2 separate regions of the Oryza sativa genome follow, and region 1 is linked to region 2. Evidence: chromatin contacts called from public HiCAR-type data. All regions are on one chromosome and are shown on one strand. Each heading gives the region's core, a stretch centred on a gene start, on an enhancer-like site or on the middle of the called end of the contact. The rest is flanking DNA. Distances are from core to core; before and after follow the strand shown. Region 1 holds the start of LOC4345984 (transcription factor bHLH130). Region 2 holds the start of LOC4345973 (zinc finger A20 and AN1 domain-containing stress-associated protein 11-like).

Evidence for each region. HiCAR-type assays count read pairs that join an accessible place to other places.
Region 1: a HiCAR-type map of leaf shows a contact between it and region 2, with 1.8 times the contacts expected there. The contact joins the promoter of LOC4345984 here to the promoter of LOC4345973 in region 2. A contact is called at or near these places in 2 of 15 Hi-C or Micro-C datasets (leaf and seedling) and 1 of 4 datasets of contacts at active chromatin or transcription factors (leaf).

The regions. Positions count from the first base shown.
Region 1 is chr8:25,232,748-25,237,162 of ASM3414082v1, forward strand. LOC4345984 (transcription factor bHLH130) reads left to right here and starts at 2,623. Exons shown (of 6, transcript XM_015795213.3): 1 at 2,623-3,586; 2 at 3,750-4,102; 3 at 4,188-4,349. The coding sequence starts at 3,100.
Region 2 is chr8:25,097,719-25,102,080 of ASM3414082v1, forward strand. LOC4345973 (zinc finger A20 and AN1 domain-containing stress-associated protein 11-like) reads left to right here and starts at 1,973. Exons shown (of 1, transcript NM_001422620.1): 1 at 1,973-3,190. The coding sequence starts at 2,046. The coding sequence ends at 2,558.

The DNA.
Region 1 (4,415 bases), core at 1,373-3,872, 140 kb after region 2:
TTGAAAAGTGTATACGCGAAAAACGAGAAAGGTGAGTTGGAACTCAAAAGAACACAGTCTTAGAACACGTCCTTTTCGGCTAGCCGGTTTGGATGATAGCTACATGTAAATCGAGAAACATGATTAACATATGATTAATTAAGTATTAATTATAAAAAATTAAAAACTAAATTTATTTGATTTTTTAAAGTATTTTTTATATAGAAAATTTTCACACGAAATATATTGTTTAGTAGTTTGAAAAACGTGTTAACGAAAACGACGAGTAGTTAAGCTGAACTAACCGATGGAGTTTGTTGTCTTTTTACCGTGAGACGGGACGAGAGAGCAGCGGAATTCCACATCCCGGCACGGCCCCCACGCCCACAGTCCACCACTCCACCGATCCTTTCGGATAACGTCAAAACCCCTTTGCCTGCTGCTCCCTGCCCAAAATAGTCTGCATCTCTTTGCTTAAAACGGCCACAAAAAAACGTGGTTTTCTCTGCTCTGCCCCTCCCCTTGGGCAAGAAAACATACGCTCAGGTGTGCCCATGGGGCAATGGGCCCTACCAATGCTTAACTTTGCTGGTTTAAAGCCACCCTCCATGGGTTTGCCTTTTGTTGTCAAGTCATCTCTTTGTCACTCCATCTTTCATAAAGCCATCACTAGTTTCTTTTCTTTCCTTTTCTTTTCCAGTATTTATTTTGTTTAGTTATTTGTTCTTTCTGTTGTGCAAGCCATGATAAGGTGGTGGATTGCATCTTCTGTGGATTAAATGTGTTGCTTAAGGAAAATATCTGATTCTAAAATTTATCTCAGATGTATAACTCTATTTATAACAATATATAGTCGTATCATGGATTTATCAATAAAATCGTTCAGCGTGATAACCGATATGTCATGATAGCACTAAAATCAAGAAAATATTATCAATATCGCCAACCATATGCTTATATCTCCATAATATATCATTTTTAGTGAAAGAAAAAGTAATAAGTCATTGCTCTATCTTTGTTACCACAATATTAACATGATCACCAACGCATTAGTTATTTTTTTTATCTTCATTCATAGCTTTCATGATACTAAAAGTTAACTTTATGCTATCCTCTTTGCAAAACACAAGGATTCAGCAAATATTAGCCCTTGACGTTTAGCCCACGCCTCGCATTTGTTGCTAGTCATGGAGACCAACTAATATGAATGATTTAAGGAAGTACAATTAAAGCAAAGTGTGAAAAACTCCATCGAGTGAGGAAAACATCACAAATGAACTTTTTTTCTCAATCATCCAGCCAACAAAGAAAGAGGCTAAAAAAAATTTTGTCTTGTTCTTAGCTCCAATATTTTGTAGGTTTGAGAAGCTAATTTGGCGTTGTTACTCCATTTTGGAGCATGCTATAACATCATGCTAGACTTTTGCTATCATTCATTTTGGATGCAACCAATATAATGCTATTTGGTCATTGCCACTCTTTTTTCCATGGGCACTATCTATCAGTGTTGACTCGCTTGGCCACTCTATATATAAAACGTGACACTATTAACTACAGTATACCTTTAAGCTTTCACATTCCAAATCAGCCTTAATGCCTTAACATGATAACATGAGTTAGAGTCATATTTACACTTAAATCAATTCCGTCAGCATGGATGCGTATGATTAGAGATCAACACCGGATAAGAGTAATTCCTACCAATCATGGGGTGTTTAGTTTCCACTCCAAAATTTTACACCCTATCACATCGAATGTTTGAACATCTGCACGGAGTATTAAATATAGGTTTAAAAAATAACTAATTACACATATTGTGACTAATTTGCAAGACGAATCTTTTAAGTCTAATTGCTCCATGATTTGACAATGTGATGCTTTAGTAAATATTTGCTAATGATGGATTAATTATACTTAATAAATTTGTCTTGCGGTTTATTGACAGATACTGTAATTAGTTTTTTTATTAGTACCCGAACATCCTATACGACACCTTATATAATACCCGATGTGATACGCCAAAACTTTAAACCTGCATCTAAGGGGGTGTTTAGATGGGGCTAAAATTTTTTAGCCCATGTCACATCGGATGTTTGGACGCTAATTTAGAGTATTAAATATAGACTAATAAAAAACTAATTTTATAAATGAGAGCTAATCCGCGAGACGAATTTTTTAAGCCTAATTAATTCATAATTATCAAAAGTTTACTGTAGCACCACATTGTCAAAATTATAGCGTAATTAGACTCAAAAGATTCGTTTCGCGAATTAGTCCAATGTTATGAAATGGATTTTGTAATTAGTGTATGTTTAATACTCTAAATTAGTATCCAAATATCTGTGATAGAGACTTGAAATAAGTCCCTGAAAATCAAACAGCCCCTAAGTAACTCTTCAATCGATTAGATTAGTGGTAGTACAGTAGTCCGATGGTTCAGGCAGCAAAGCAAACTGGGAAGACCGCGCACCACACCGAGCAAGTCATGCTGTCAACCAACGAAGGGGGCATTTCGGTAAACTCGCACCTAGGGGGCGAAAGCAACCGCGACGGCGAGGGCATTGTCGTAATTGTAAAGCCACGAGAGAGGGCGCTCACTCCCACACCACGATATATAAAAATTCGCTCCACGCACACACGATCGCATCCCCCCGCAAAAGCAATCCGCCGATTAAACTAACCCAAAAAAAAAAGAAAAAAAACTACTCCTCCTCCTCGCCCAACCCCGCAAAAGCAGCGGCGACCTCGCGAAGCCAAGCCACCACCACTTCTTCCTTCGCTCGCTCGCGTATTTTCTTTTGCTTTTTTGTGTGCTCATTTCCTCGCCGTAAAGAAGCGAGGAGGAGGAAGCGTAGCTTGAGAGGCTGGAGAGATCGATCGAGAGAGCTTAGCAACAGCAGCAAAGTGATTGGAGTTGAGCTTGTCCGTCTTGAAAAGTCGCTGATCTTTTCTTGTTTACTTTCTTCTTTTTATTTCTTTCTTGTGTTGCTGAATTGAGGTTGTGTGGGCGGCCATGGCGAGGAGGCGGAGATAGGAGGTGGGTGGTTGTTGTTGTTGTTTGATTTGGTGGGTTGAGGTGGGAGAATTGGAGTTTTGTTGGAGAAGAGAGGAGAGAAGGGGATGTACGGCTCGCCGGTTTCCAAGGATCTGAACCTCCCGGTGCAGCCGCCGGCGATGAGCTCGTCGGGCTTGCTGCGGTACAGATCGGCGCCGAGCACGCTGCTCGCCGAGTTCTGCGACGACTTCCTCCCGCCCGCCGCCGCGCCCCGCGCCGCCAGCCCCGACGCCGACAACGTCTTCTCCCGCTTCCTCGCCGACCACCAGATCCGTGACAAGTCTCCCCCCGCCACCGCCGCCGCCGCCGCCGCTGCCGCTCACTTCCCCGACGACCCCACCATGGCCACCCAGCACCACCACCAGCAGCAGATGATGTTCCAGCACCACCCGCAGCAGATGGCCTCTGTCGAGGGGCTCTACCGCACCGTCAGCTCCACCGGGATTGACGCCGCCACCGCCGCCGCCAACGCCGCCGGTGGCGGCGGCGGCGGGCTGCTCCGGCAGAGTAGCTCGCCCGCCGGATTCCTCAATCATTTGAACATGGACAACGGTTAGTAGTACTACTTCCTTAATTCTCTCCTTCTTTTGGTAATGGTAGTTGCACACGCCTACTACTTGCTTCGGCAGCAGCAGCAATTATTACTGTTCTTGCTCGAGTTCTTCTCGGGAACATTTCCATTTCCGGAACTGAGTCCCGCACTGTTCGGTTTCAGGGTACGGGAGCATGCTGCGGGCGGGCATGGCGGCAGCCGGCGGTGGGGTGGGGTTCAGGAACGGCGCGAACGCCGCCGCCGCGGCCGACTCCCCCGGCGGCAGCGGGGGCAGGCTGAAGGGGCAGCTCAGCTTCTCGTCGCGGCAGGGCTCGCTCATGTCGCAGATCTCGGAGATGGACAGCGAGGAGCTCGGTGGGAGCAGCCCCGAGGGCGCCGGTGGCGGCGGCGGCGGCGGTGGCCGGGGTTACCTCTCCGGGTACCCGATGAGCTCCGGGTGGGAGGAGTCGTCGCTCATGTCGGACACGAACATCTCCGGCGTGAAGCGCCAGCGCGACTCGTCGGAGCCGTCCCAGGTTCGATTCACAAAATTCCCATCGATTCCGTTGATAGATGATTTGTACAAGAAACTGACGACGACGATTTGTGGCGGTGGCGCAGAACGGCGGCGGCGGCGGCGGCCTGGCGCACCAGTTCAGCCTGCCGAAGACCTCGTCGGAGATGGCGGCCATCGAGAAGTTCCTCCAGTTCCAGGACGCGGTGCCCTGCAAGATCCGCGCCAAGCGCGGCTGCGCCACGCACCCGCGCAGCATCGCCGAGCGGGTAAAAAACAACAACAAAATTCCTCTTCACCCTCCTCACCGCACCGCACAGCACAAATTCGTTAAT
Region 2 (4,362 bases), core at 723-3,222:
TAAAACTGCAGCGCTCACGCACGCGGCTCCTCGGCGAATCGCGCGATGGGTTTCCGCTGCGTTTCCTGCGGGTATTTTTTCACTTGGGTTGGTTTCACGGGCGTGGCGTCGGTCAGCTTTGGGCGGCCCGATCGGCGCGCGGCTTGGGTTGGGGGCGCCAATCGCGAGGGGGGTTGCATGCGTGCGTGACATGGCGGCGTCTTCGACTGGTGGTGGTGTGGTGGATTGGCAGTTGTGCCCCTGGTGTGGTGGCTGGTGCCCGGGGGGCGCGTGCAAAGTTTGGTGGTGCCGTGTACCAGGTCGTGAACTCGGTTTTCCTCCGTTATCTGTGCTGTGGCTGAGGGCTAGGGGATCGGACCTGGGGCTTAAGTTATTTGTTACTCCCTCCGTTCCATAATATAGTAATCTGGACTAGACAATATATTTTATAGTACAACGAATCTGGACAGATGCATATATAGATTTATTGTAGAAATATTCTAGTTGTTATATTATGGGACGGAAAGAGTACATAGTATGGGTTTACTTTTAAGCGGTACTACTAGGCATGTTTGACGTTCGTTTGAGTTGACCGATGGTGCTGCAACTTGTTGTTAGCCAAGGAAAATTTTGACGTCCATCTGAGCTACTTGTACACGAATTCAAATCAAAATCCAACAAAATAACATCGTACACTGAATTTTGCTATTTGTCCGGTGGTTAATCGGTAATTGTGGTTACTAGTGCTCAATTGTGATGTACGGATATATCGGTGAAATTCAATAAGGCCTCTTTGAATCGCAAGAATAAAAAAACATAAGAATAGAAAAAACGCAGGATTTTGATAAGAATGTAAGGGTAAAACAGAGAATTGTAAAACACAGGAATGGTCGTTTGATTGGACCGTAGGAAAAACGCAGGAATTAGAGGAGAGATAAAGACTCAAAGGAAAGTTTCCAAGAGGTTTTACCTCATGTTAGAATTCCTCCAAAACTTGCATGGCATTAGGCAATCCATAGGAATTTCATAGGATTCCATAAGATCCATTCATTCGATTCAAAGGGCTATATAGGAAAAATTCATATAGGAAAGAAATCCTCTAAAATTCCTATGAATTTCCTTTGAATCAAAGGGGCCTAAATTTTCGGTTTTAGTTTGTTTTTTTCTATACATTTGATTTGTCAACAATAAATACTTTTTTTTAGTTGTTGTTTATTTTTTTCGTTAAATTTGATTGTTTCCATTTGCAATTTCTAAATACGAACCTGCTCAATAATACAATATTTTTTAAGAAGAAATTATAAGCGTGTTGGGGATTGAACACGGACATCGGGATTGAAACCAAGCACCCCTTGCCACCACACTAGCAAAATGCATCTCTCAACAACAGTGCTTATAAAAGGACAATTAGTGAGTGGTTCTCTTCACGTTTCGAAACCCTAAACCGTATCAAGCAAGATCGATGTGCAATCTTAAAGATCCTTCAAATACAATACAAAGTAAAATTTAATCCATGTTTACCTCCAATATTTTTCCACATGAATAAAAAAAACCTTTCACCCCTATTTTCCCTTGTGTATAATAGTAGATCCCAGCTTGAAATAGCTTGCAAGCTTCCCTAACCTAAAGACAGGCATCCACCCTCCAAATTACATTACACAGTACCTAGGCCAGCCAAGCCAAAACCACCCTCCCTCCCTTACCCGCCGCTAACAATCCCCAACCACAAAGCACGTACGCACGCCCTTGCATCATTCTCCTCCTCCCTTAATCCGTAAGAAAGAGACCCCCACAACCACAACCAAACCCAACCTGTCGCCCCCATTTTTTTTCTCCTCTTTTCACCGTCAGACAAGGTGATCGAGAGAGGGGCAGCATCGCCATTTCCAACCCATTTTCAAGCGCCGGCCGTCGCTGTCTGTCGACGACGAGAACGCGTACGCCGCCCGCCTCCTCCTCGATAAATAAAAGGGACTCACCCTCTCCTCGCCTCGCCTCGCCTCGCTAACCCATTCCCAAAAGCAAAGCGAACCTAAGCTCGCTTCGTCTCTCTCTCGGATTCGATCATGGCGCAGAGGGAGAAGAAGGTGGAGGAGCCGACGGAGCTGAGGGCGCCGGAGATGACGCTCTGCGCCAACAGCTGCGGGTTCCCGGGCAACCCGGCGACCAACAACCTCTGCCAGAACTGCTTCTTGGCTGCCTCGGCGTCTTCTTCTTCTTCTTCCGCCGCTGCCTCGCCGTCGACGACGTCGTTGCCGGTGTTTCCGGTGGTGGAGAAGCCGAGGCAGGCCGTACAGTCGTCGGCGGCGGCGGCGGTGGCGCTGGTGGTTGAGCGGCCGACGGCGGGGCCGGTGGAGTCGTCGTCGAAGGCGTCGAGGTCGTCGTCGGTCAACCGATGCCACAGCTGCCGGAGGCGGGTGGGCCTGACCGGGTTCCGGTGCCGCTGCGGCGAGCTCTACTGCGGCGCGCACCGGTACTCCGACCGCCACGACTGCAGCTTCGACTACAAGTCGGCGGCGAGGGACGCCATCGCCAGGGAGAACCCCGTCGTCCGCGCCGCCAAGATCGTTAGGTTCTAAAAGGATAATACAAGGGGAAACCAACCTGAATTTTCCTCCTTTTTTCTTTCTTTTTTCTTCTTCTTTCCTTTTAAAAATTAAAGTTGAGGGTATTATTTTTTCTTTTCCTGAGAGCTTCTTAAAGGTGAAAGGGGAAAAAAAAGAAAGAAAAAGAAAAGGAGATGAGATGGGTGACTCAAGATGCATCAAGCAAAGGAAGAACAATATGATGATGATGATGTTGTTGTTGTAGTGGTGGTTGAGGTTGGAAGTTGGATGGAAAGAGGGAGGAAGGAAGAAGATGGGGTTGTTGTGTTGTCCTCCCACAAATCTCTATTTAATTTTAATTCCCTTTTGTATAAAATTTATTATTATCTGTGGAGAGCATTATTATCAGCTTGAGCTAGTGGCATCTTTCTTTTTATTATCTCCTCTTTTTTTTTTCCTCCATTGGTTGTGAATTGCCCTGACAGCTCAATCATTGACGCTACTTGGAGCCATCCATTAGTAGTTGAACCGGATTGGATTAGTTCGCCTGGCATTATTGGTAGGTCCAAGTTGCGTACACTAATTATTTCCCTGTTCTTTTTTTAAATTTTTTTAAGATAGGTAACCGTCCTGTATTCGAATTGATTAAAAATCGTATTGATACCACCTAATACGGCTGCAAATTGACCACCACGTGTCGACATTTGTTCACACACTTGGTTTCCTCTTTCAGACCAAATTTCAGCTCACAATTCATCATCTTTTCCTTTTCCAAAACACATTACAAACAGAAAAATGATTATATACATGCGTGCAATTCACCATCTATTGAATAAAAACAAGAAATGGAAATCAATTCAGTTTTTTTTTCACTGTAGGCTGATTTTGAAATTTAGAATTTGATTTTGGAACTAGTTGTGCTTTAGTTGCATGACTCCCATTTCATGATTAACACGAAAACAAATGCTACTATCCATTAAAATTAATACAAAAAAATCAAGCTTCAAGAAATTCGTTTTAAAATATGCCCTCTCAGAATATTTTCTTCTACCATACAGCTTAGACAATTTTTTTCTAAACTATTTGTTAAATTTATTTTAAAATATATAATACATAATTTAGTAGATAATCCATATAATAATCCTGTGAAAAAATAATTCAATCAGGGATTTAAAGTCGATTTGGATGAAACATCCCCCAAAAATTTTTGGATTAAACATAAGCAGGTCGACAGCTTAAGGTGGTCGTCAGGATACGCCTTCACAGAAAATCCCCGGCGACCTTTCCTCCCCTCTCAAAGGCGGAGGCGGAGGATCTTTCGCCGATCCCCACCGCCGCCGTGCTTCACTGGGGCCCACTGCTCTCATCGCCGGCACAGGTCGGCAGCAGCACGAGGAGATTTTCTTCTTCTTTTTTTTTTTCTTTCTCCTTCCTTCCTTGTGCTGGTGATGGTGCGTGGACGCCACGTGGCCCAGGCTGGAAGGGCTCTCTTCTCTTCCGCGATCGGCTTTTCCCGTGGTGATGAGCTCGATCGATCAGCCGCCGGTCTTAGCTGGAGCAAATAAATTTATTTATGGGCAAATTTTGCGTTCGTTCTCTCGATTGGTTTGAGAGTTTTGAGATGTTGATAGGTCGTTTCGCGAGTGATCCAAGCGCGTGAGTTGCTTTGGACTCGTTCCTTGTTCGTGGGAGTTGATTGACAAATTATTTTGCGTTCTTAACCATATTTTTTTCAACTACAACTTTTTTTGTTTTTTCGCATCTTTCTCAAATTGCTAAATGACGTATTATGGGAAAAAAAACTTCTATAGAATAGTTGTCTTAAAAAATATATTAA